Linked DNA regions of Columba livia: region 1 is linked to region 2. The links are chromatin contacts, called in public Hi-C maps. All regions are on one chromosome and are shown on one strand. The core of a region is the stretch at or near the end of the contact, and the rest is flanking DNA. Distances in the headings are between cores, read along the strand shown.

The links. Hi-C and Micro-C count contacts between places; a contact is called where the count stands out from the background.
Region 1: a contact with region 2 is called in a Hi-C map of crop, with 2.4 times the contacts expected there. The contact joins the promoter of MCM10 here to the promoter of BEND7 in region 2. A contact is called at or near these places in 2 of 2 Hi-C or Micro-C datasets (crop and liver).

Annotation. Positions count from the first base shown.
Region 1 is chr1:204,518,397-204,523,611 of bColLiv1.pat.W.v2, forward strand. MCM10 (minichromosome maintenance 10 replication initiation factor) reads right to left here and starts at 1,732. Exons shown (of 20, transcript XM_065049268.1): 1 at 1,574-1,732. OPTN (optineurin) reads right to left here. Exons shown (of 14, transcript XM_065049279.1): 14 at 4,989-5,215.
Region 2 is chr1:204,381,703-204,386,613 of bColLiv1.pat.W.v2, forward strand. It overlaps BEND7 (BEN domain containing 7), which reads left to right and starts at 1,401. Exons shown (of 9, transcript XM_065049273.1): 1 at 1,401-1,529; 2 at 2,023-2,125. The coding sequence starts at 2,065. LOC110364594 (a long non-coding RNA gene) reads right to left here and starts at 1,009. Exons shown (of 4, transcript XR_002423478.2): 1 at 1-1,009.

The DNA.
Region 1 (5,215 bases), core at 482-2,981, 140 kb after region 2:
ACCTTCAAAGTCTGACTTATGCTGAACTCACTGTAGTGTAAGGGCTCTACTTTTGGATAAAAGCCCACAACAGATGCAGATTTTATGAAATGCCTACCATGATCTCACAGTAACAACCATTTCCACCTCACCACTCCTGCATCATAATAATAATTAGCATTTAACTGAAGCAAATCTTCCACAAAGGATTCAGTCTACACTTGAAAATGTGAGCAGAGCTAAACCCTGCTACCTTCTTCCAATAGGGTTTTATGCTTAAAAGCGTATATTTTACTTTTCTCACAGCTCCTCCATTTCATGGACACATACCCATGGAAAATAATCAGCACAGGCAGACATAAATGGCCAAGGAAAGACTGGGTAAGGAGAAGGGAAATCCACTATGGACCGGTTACTCACAAACGCAAAGTGTAACTTTGTGCTTACAGGTCTTCCTGCAGAGACTTTTGTTTTGCCCATAAACTCCATTTTTAATAGTTCTCTCTTTTGCTCCAAAGTATTAATTTTCAGCAAAGAACAAAAGAGAATTTGAGCGCATACAGGAGCAGGCCAGGGACCCCACACAGCCCCACAGTGACCCCACACAGGGATTCGGGTTCAGAAAACACAGATGCAAATTATCTTTTTCGGCAAAAGGTTGAATAAACTGCTAATAGTGCTTTGAGAAAGATGTGGTTTGCAGACCCGAGCTTCTGAGTGATTAGGACTGTTTATTCTTCCCATCGCAGACCTTCCCACTCTCATCAGATGCTTTCTATGCTATCAATTCTGGGGCTTCAGTCAACATAGCTTGTGGGTTCACCTTCATTTACATCAGCATCAGCTTGGTACACCTCTTGGTCTTCTTACGGCAAGGAAATGAAGCCAGATTTTGCCCTGGTATGAGAAATATATCTGCTGTGCCTGCAGCTCGGCTGTAGTTGGGGTAAGCGGGTCCAAACCCAGATCTGTAGGCTCAGGGCCAAGCTTCACAGCAGCATAGGCAAACTGCACCTGGCATGGGAAGGGGGTCCCCTACCGCATGTGCCCCCTCTTACCCTAAAACCTTCCTCACCACCAGAGCAGGAGGCTGCTAATACAGGAGCAGGAGGCTGCTAGTACATGCCTGTCCCTCATGTCTTCTAGCATGGGTGGACAGGCGGCCAGGCAGAGGCCCCGCTTGGGGCTGGTGTACCTGGGTCCCAGGCCTGGGCTCCGCGGTGCCCCCGGCCCACCGGGATCGCCCCCCCTGACCCTCTCCCCACAGCTCCCAAAGCCCGAAAGAGCTCGGCTGTGCCGTGCCCGCCGCCTCCCCTCTCCCCACGGACCCAACAGCTGCGAGATCCCCATCCGCGCTCTCAGGGGATCCCCGGAATCCACCCCCAACCGCCTTAGAATCCTCCTTCCTCTCACGGCTCCTATCGGCTTCCCGTCCCCGCTCGGCTTTCTCCCCCACCCAGGGGAACCCCGACCTCCTCCAGGGCTCCCCCGTGGATCTCCGATCCCTCACCCCAGCCTCCGCCCCCCGAAGATCGCTCTGGGGGCTGCCGGCCCCCCAGTCGCCCCGGCCGTTCCCTCACACAGACCCGCTCACCGCTGGCCGCGCGCTCCCCGGCACCCGCCAAAACTTCAATCCGGCACCGCCCCCTCCCGCGCATGCGCGGCCGCCACTCCGGGGGTGCGCGCCCCGCGCCATCGTTAGTCCTGGCAGCAGAGGGCGCCGCCCGGCGCCATCTTGGTTGCGGGAGGGCGAGCTGTGGCTGCTGGGGTTGGGGCCAAGGGAGGGAGCGGCGACAATGTGGGGTTGAGCTGCTGTGCTGAGTGAGGTCACGGGTGGGGGGATGATGACGTCATGCCGGTGTTACATGCCTCAGAGGGGCTGCAGGTAGTGTCCCCACAGCCCTGGGTGGCCCTGGGTGTGACTGCCCGTGTCTGATCAGTGTCCCCAAGGGTGGTTAAAGTCAGCGTCACACTCCTCTGAATACCCTAAAGGAGTTGTGTTAAGCGAGCAAGTTCAAACTCAGGTATTAGAATCAAAGAATCATTGCGGTTGGAAGAGACCACCAAGATCAAGTCCAACTGTGAGCACTGGCACTAAAACATGTCAATAAGAACCTCCCCTCCAGGGGTAGTGACCCCACCACTTCCCTGGGCAGCCTGTTCCAATTCCTAACAACCCTTTCCATGAATAACTTTTTCCTAATGTCCAATCTAAACCTCCCCTGGCACAACTTCAGGCCATTTCCCCTCATCCTATCACTTGTTCCTTGGGAGAAGAGACCAACCCCCTCCATGCTCCAAGCTCCTTTCAGGCAGTTCAGAGATCAGAAGGTCTCCCCTCAGCTCCTGTTCTCCAGCTGAACCCCCCAGGTCCCTCAGCCGCTCCCATCACACTTGTGCTCCAGCCCCTCACCAGCTCCGTTCCCTTCTCTCAACTCGCTCCAGCACATCAAGGGCTTGTAGCAAGGGGACTGTCCTGTGCACTTGACAGGATTTTGTGGTCCGGTTCAGTATTTCTTCAGTACAAGCAGCGATGATTCTGTGAAAAATATTTCTGAATATGCACCAGCTTATTGCTCTAGTCATTTCCCCATTGCATCAATTATATGCTGTGTTAGGGCCTTTCTCTTTCTGAAGCCTCTTAAAATCATTAATTTGGACTTGATGGATGCATAAGTAATTCCTCTGTTGGCGTTTCACATTGATTTTCCGTGTTTTCATTAAGGTTAATGCTCCTGAGGTGAAATCAGCTCTATTACCATTCTATTAGCTTGATTTTGGCCTAGTAGCATTTCCATCAGATTTTGATCACTGCGGAATCCATAACTATCACAAAGCTCCTGTAATAAAATTGGATTCAGGGAAAGAAAGCCCATAAATCCTGTTGTCTCAAGGAACCACCTAAAAGCTGGTAAGAGATTGTGTCTGCTGGGAGTACTTGTAATTGATGAAGAAGGTTGCAGCCAAGCCCAGGAACACCTCTTCACAACAGATGTCAGTCAGCTCTCGCAGTACCTGAAGCTACAGATGAAGCTGGGTGAGAAGATGAGTTACAGGTAACAAATAAAGTAGAATCCAGAGTCTACAAGGGATAATTAGAACAACGGTGACAACCAGCAAAATGAAAGCGACTCCTCACTTTAATTATAAGGGCAAAAAAGGGATGGATTGTTGCTCCTCGTATCAGTAGCTGAGAGTTCACTGACAGCACGACGTGCAAGAATCTTTTCTTTGGCCCAGGAAACGTCTGCAGGTATTTTTCTTGTGTGTATTTTAAGAATATTCATCTGCTTCAAGTGAAACATAAATCTTATGCTATTGAGGCCTGTGTTTTAATTAATCAGCTCTATAATAGTTTCTGTTTGAGGTTTGAAGCAAAATACTGAGTGACTAAACTCTTTATTTCTACTTCCACTATTGATCTGCTCAGTGTGTTTTCTCCTTGTGACTTGGATCCTCATCCATAGCACAATTTAGGGGAGCACTTATTTATGGACATAGGCTGACAGGAGAATTGTCATGTCCAAATACAAGATATCTGCTATAACTATGCCCATCTAGTTGTGGCATCCTACATCCCTTTGATTAGATTAATGCTGAAAAATGAGTATCTTGACCTGACTGCGCAAAGTAGCGGTTTATAGTGACTGTGGCACCACCTAATGAAACTGGATACATTAAATCAATCACTCTGACTCACACTAATTCTTTAGGAAGCTTATGGTCCACACAGTCTTTCAGGGGGTTTTTAGGTGACCCTCTCCACAAAAGACATTTCCCTCACCTTTTCCCTTCTGCTCATTTCTTTCTACATTAGGAACATGCAGTTGCCTAAAATCCAGAGACACAAATTCCTGCTCACTTAATTCCGAACAACTTTTTAACTGACAGGTCCCTCAGATAAGCACACCCTATGGTTAGAGTAAGGTTTTGAGATCAGGGCACCCTTTTTTGCTAAAACCACTACAAATGGACAAACAAAAACTCATTACAATTGCATTTTGTTATAGTTTTGCCCTTCACATAAATCTACTCTAGCACATGTGCTTTTGTTATAAATGTAGTTGCTCTTCCGTTTTATCTTCAAGTACATGTGCTTTTGTTATAAATGTAGTTTCTCTTCCGTTTTATCTTCAAGAGGTCTGAGTATTTCTATACATTACACTGACTATATATGAAGGAGGTTTTGGACTTCCTAACTCTGGTAACCCAACACCTCTGAGACCAGCACGCTGTAACATGAAATCAGGAGACCTTCATGCTTATTATAAATGTGAACTTCAAAGTGGAAGGATGAGCCAAGAAGCACTAAAGTGATACTAAAATGTTGAACTTCCACATTCAGGTTGTGTGATCATTCCACCCTGCTCACACTTCTGGCAATCGGGATGAAGCAGAGTGGGCACAAACGAACCTTTCTGGTGGTCCTCGGGGGGCCCGACAGACCGATCGCAGAACAAGACGGCACAGATTTAACTACTGGATTCTAATGAGTCCTGGCATATTTGCTTCCAGAAAGTCAGTTTTGAACAGTGAAGGAAAAAAATAAGACTCTTTCCTTACACCAAGGTTGGCAGAACTGTCCAAAACTACTTGGAGGTTTCATTGCAACTCAGCAGAGCCAAAGCAACCAACAGTTTATTTTCTTCAGCAGGAAGACGATGCTGTAAGGAGACACCATTTTGGCTGAAGGTTTTCATGCACCTCTTCATTCCCTTCCCTGTGGTTTCCGATAGTGCAAATGTTAACTATTTGCAAAAGAGATAAAACTCCTCATTTCCATGGATCCCATCAATTTGCTTGATTTGTTTCCCATCGTTTATGCTGGTTTGTATTTTGATAAGTTCTGTGTTCTCCTCCCCTATGCAGTGGCAATTTAAGAACTGTTCTTTTTCTGTTGAGATCAAAACACCACAGAAGGCAAGAACAGTTCTTTCTACATGAGCTTTTCAGCCACAGGTATTTTCAATCCCATTTCAGCCTCCAAAGTATTCACAGGCATAGATAAATTTGTATTTGTAATAGATTTATTTTGAGATGTGAAAATCCATTATATACTCCTCTTTAAATTAGGTTACATCCATCTCAGCGCTTTCTAGCACAATACTGTACAGGTTCAAATTATTATAATAAAGAATAATCACGACAGCACCTTAAAAATGAACAAATTCTATAAAACCAAGTGACTTGGGTACACCAGGAGCTACATCTAGCAGACCTAAATGATCTGTTTTAA
Region 2 (4,911 bases), core at 151-2,650:
GACATCCATCTACCTTTGCTGCTTCAGCATCCTCCCAAAAATATATAATGCAGGATTTTAAATAGTACGTTAGCCCAGTTTCCTTTCACAAAGTCTTATAGTGAAGTTTAGGAAAATTCCAGAAGTAGCATATTGATTGCCTCTGGGATTTTCCACTTAGCAATTTAATAGAAAATTACACCCTTACCCAATCTGTGAGGTTTCCATAACCTCCCTCATGAATTTAATTTTCCAGAGTCTAATAAATTTTACCATTAAACATATTTTCTGATATTGCTTCCCCATTAAGCCTATTTCCTGATTTTGCTTCACCATTTTTTCTGATATTGCTTCACCATTAAGCCTATTTCCTGATTTTGCTTTTCTGGAACCGGGTATATTGTCTGTGTATTGTTTGGACAGCACCTTGCACAAGAGAATTCGGGTCTGACTTTGTCTGTGCTCACAGTTAGGATACAAATTGCCATGGTCAATATTCAATTTGCTTTCCCCTTACTAATTTTATTTCCTTATTCCATGCGAGAGGGTCAGTCAATATCACTGGAGCCAATGGGATTCTCCTGGGTACCCTGACGAGGCCAAGGGAAAAATGTGCATCTGCATCTGTTCGAGTAGGCGTACGCAAGTATCACATACTCCTCTCCTTGTCATAACAAAGCCTGACTACGCTTAAAACACAAGATGACGATCTGGAGCTGTGTTTGCAGTTATCTGTAGTCATAACTGTAAAATCCTGGGTCCTTCCTCTACAGGCAAAAGCACTCTTGACTGTAAAAGAAATAAAAAAGGTACACCATGTAAGAAACTATTATCTTGCCATGGCTCCTTACACACCACAAACTAATGTAGGCAAAAGCACTCTTGACTAAGTAAGACAAACGCTACGCCAGGAACAGACTTAGCGCAGTTAAGTGAACTGGAAGTCCGGCCGAAGGCGTGGAGCGGTGAATAAATCGCAGCGCTAATGTCAGATGTGTCTGGGCCACCTGTGCGGCCGAGGGGACCATGAGAGGGGCTGCCAGACGTGCTAAAATCTCATTCATCTGGAAGACTGAGACTCTTCTCCTCTTGCTAAAGCGATCCACGTTCGGCTGATACGGTGGAAGCGCAGCATCCCTCAGCCCAGCGCGCTCCTCCGGGCCTCGGTCCACGGCGCAAGCGGGTGGTAATTACTGTAAACCACCGGCACAAGCGGCTGTTAGCACCGGCCGAGCCCCGCTCCTGGGTTTCACCTCACTTTGCCCACGCCACCAAGTTCAACCCCATCCCCGCCGGACCTCGGTTCGGGGAGCGTCTCCGCTCCCGCCAAACACGAAGCGTTTCGTCCCCTCAGCCCCTCAGGGCCCGCAAGCAGCGGAGCGGCCCCAGCGCCCGGCGGCGGCGCAAGGCCGCGCTGAGAGGCCGCCGCTCCCTCACGGCCGGGCACCCCCCCTGCTCGCCCGGGGAGCTGCAGCGGCGTCCTGGGGGGCGGGCAGGGGAACGTGTGTCGGCGGCGGGGCACGGCAGGGGGAGCGCCGAGTGCCCGTGAGGTGGGCGGGAGGGGTGTGCGGGGAGCGGCGGGGGGCGGAAGCGGCGGGAGGGGGGACACAAAATGGCGCTGCCCTCTCAGCCCCTCTCCCTCCAACCCCCCCCCCCCCGCCATCACCGCCGCCCGGCCGCCCCGTCCCCCGGCGTGTCGTGGTGGCGACGGGCCGGCCCCGGGGTGGCGGCTTACGGCCGGGGCTTGGCGGAACCGCCGCCGGGCTGCGCGCCGCCTTCCCCAGCAGGTGGCACCGGGGTCCCGGAGCCGGCGGCGAGCCATTGCGGGCCGCCCTTCGCCGCCGGGGCCGCGGCCGCGCAGCCGGCGCGGGGGGGAAGGCGGCGGCGCTGGGCGGCATCGCCCCCGCGGGGCATCCCCCGCTTTCCCCTCAAACTTTAGGGCGGGAGGTGACGGGGGAGCCAACTTGTCCCGGATCCTTTTATTCAGCCGCCGTCTCCCCAACCCCCGCGTGGTTTTGGTTGGGTTTTTTTTGCTGATTAAAGAGACGGACCTTGGTCCTGCCACCGCTCCTTCCTGCCCGCACCATGGAGTTCACCCAGAGGAAGAGAAGCAGGAAATCCCAAAGCTTTAAACTGATCAACGAAGGTAAGGGCGGCGGGGGCTTTGTTCCCTGGCCGGGGGCAGCCCCGAGTTCTGCCCCGGGGGGATCGGGGGGTTACGAAACGCCCGGGCTGCCGCTCCCCCCGGCCGCCTCTCCCTCCCCGGCTCTGTTATTTAACTCCGCAATCCTCCGCTTCAACTCCCCGAAACCATTGCACGCCTTTTATTTATTTCTTTTATCCCCCCCCTTTTTCTCTCTCTTTTTTTTTTTTTTTAATGTGTGTTTCATGTTGTTGCAAAAACAGACACACACACACACCCCCCTTTAGAAAGGTGGACCTGTTATATTATTTTTTTTTTCCAGGCGGATCTTGCACAAAATAAAGTTGGGTCGTGTTTCGTGGTAAATCCTCCTTGGGTTGGGGGGAGAAACAAGGAAAATGGGGAAGCGAGCAGAAAATAATGACACTTGAGCAGCAACGGACCTTCTTAGTATTCAACTCCTGTGGATTTATTGTGTTTTGGGTGGGTTTTTATTTTTTTCCTCCCCTTGGCTGCGTACATCCGCGTATTTCAAAGGAGAGCCGAATAGAGGTTGCTTTATTAAAAATCCACGCAGCTAATTAATTGTCCGTGGGCAGGGGAGAGCCGCTGGCGTGTAACTTGTTCGTTCGGGGTGTGTTTGCTTTTGGAAAAGAGGATATTTGGAAAGGGATCGTGGGGAGAAAGATTTGGATTCATGTCAGGGAAGAAGCACAGCTCTCTGTTTCAGTCGTGTCGTTGGGCTTTTTTTAAATTAGAAAAAAAGACACAGGCGCTACTGGACATTTTAACAGGTGGATTTCCCAGCCATAGGGATTTATTTTGTTGTGTGTATTACCCCTTCTCTGGCCGATGAGATCTTTTTGCACTGGTGGATTTGACTTGAGATCTCTTTTCCTTTTGTGTTTCCAAGTGTTGGCCGGGAATGTCTCCATGAAGCGCCGTGTGTGTCCTGCATGCCAAGTTCAAGGCAGGTGACTGCTTGGGTGTAATGTCACACTCGGGAAATGGGGGACACACACGTGCGAGTGTTACGACTCGCTGGCTGGAGGGTGATGTCTTTGCAGGCGCTTGGCAAAATCATGTCCCACGCGAAGAAATTTAGAGGTGGAAATAAACTCCTTTGGTAGGAATAGTAAATTAGTGACTACTGTATTGTCATAGGGGGGTCTGGTTCCCTGCACATACTCCCTGTTTAAAAACTAGAGGGGCAGTGACTTGTCAGACTTGTCTGAGACATGTTGCATGTCTATATGGATTAGCAAACCGATGGAGGGGTTTGATTTTTGTGCAGAACAGCTTTGGTTTGTGGGGTTTTGATATCGAACATGCTCCTGGCTCGGAGGCAGAGTTGTTACAGGACTGGGCTGGAGCCTGGGGGGGGTGAAAGTGAAACATGTGGAAAAGCAAAACTGCAACTGAGGACTTGGTTTTATTTCTGTCTTAGTGGAGCTGTAGAAAGAATATGTGTGCTATCAGAAATAGATGACTGTTCTGCACGTTCTCGGTTGCCGTTCTTACAGGCTTAGGTACGCCTCACTGTATAAGGCAATATCTATTTAGCCTTGTTTTAATAGGTAAATTCAGTTATGATGGAACGTTATTGGTAATTCTTATTTTATCTGAGGTCTCTTTTTGGACCTGGAAAGTCAAATAGAAAACTACACTGAAAACACATCCTAGAGATAAAATGATATCTTTGTACTTTGAGAGCGGAGGAGATGAAAATCACATTTTGCATGTGTGTCTGCACTGGCATACTCTTCTTCTATCACAGTTGATTAGAAAGATAATTATGTATAAATAGTTGTCTCTTGTAATTGGCCTTTGCCTCTTGCTTGGAGTCATTCCGTAATGTCACAGTTTAGTGTTTACTGTTGTGAAATTGATATGGATTTTGCAGTGCCTGGCATCTGAGGCAGAAGAAGGGAAGTGAAGATAAAGGTGTGCAGTGTGTCAATTTGTTGGTAACACACCATCTGTTAGTGATGTGTGCCCACATTGCTTGTTCTGTCCCCCAAAAAACTTCAGAGCACCTTATCGAGATGATCAGTAATCAAGAGGAAATGCATTCCTGCACTAAAAGCCAACTGCCTTGGGGGTGAAATGTGGTGACTTTAAGGCAGCAGCTGTAGATCAGAAGGTACAGAGGGAAGTGCCTTGAGAAGAAACCACATGTAATGTATATATCTAAGGACCGTGAGTCTGCAAGTAATGTAATTTATGGTCTCCACATACTCCCAGCAGGTCTCAGACACCCTTAGGAGGATGGAAATGCAGAGTGTGGTTGACCTTGGCTGGACACCTGGTGCCCACCAAGCCACTCCATCACTCCCCTCCTCAACAGGACGTCTGATGACCACGGAAGGCAGTCGGCACAAATCCCATAGTTTTAGCTTTGTGAAAGAAGCCTTTGCTTCCTCAACTTTGTATCTCAAACTTCACCTTTCACCATTTCACTTGCTGGGTGTGCTTGGAAGGCAGATGAACCCTTTTTGTAGCATCTCATCGCTGACCTCTCCAACTCCCTGTTGTGGGTTTTTTTTCCCTCTCATTTTCTTTCCAGCCCCTTTTCTTTCTTTTGCGTCGCTGTGTCAGGCTTGATTCTAGTTTACTTACTGGGTTGTTCCTCCTCTTGTGCCCTCGAGACAGTCGTGCTGTACAAATAAACAGCACATAAAAAAGTTTGGCTTCCAGGAGACCTTTCTGATCCTGTGGCTTTTTTGTCAGAGGTGCAGGTGTGCTGCTCGTGGGAGGAGGAGCAGCTTGTGCCACCTTCTGTTTCTATT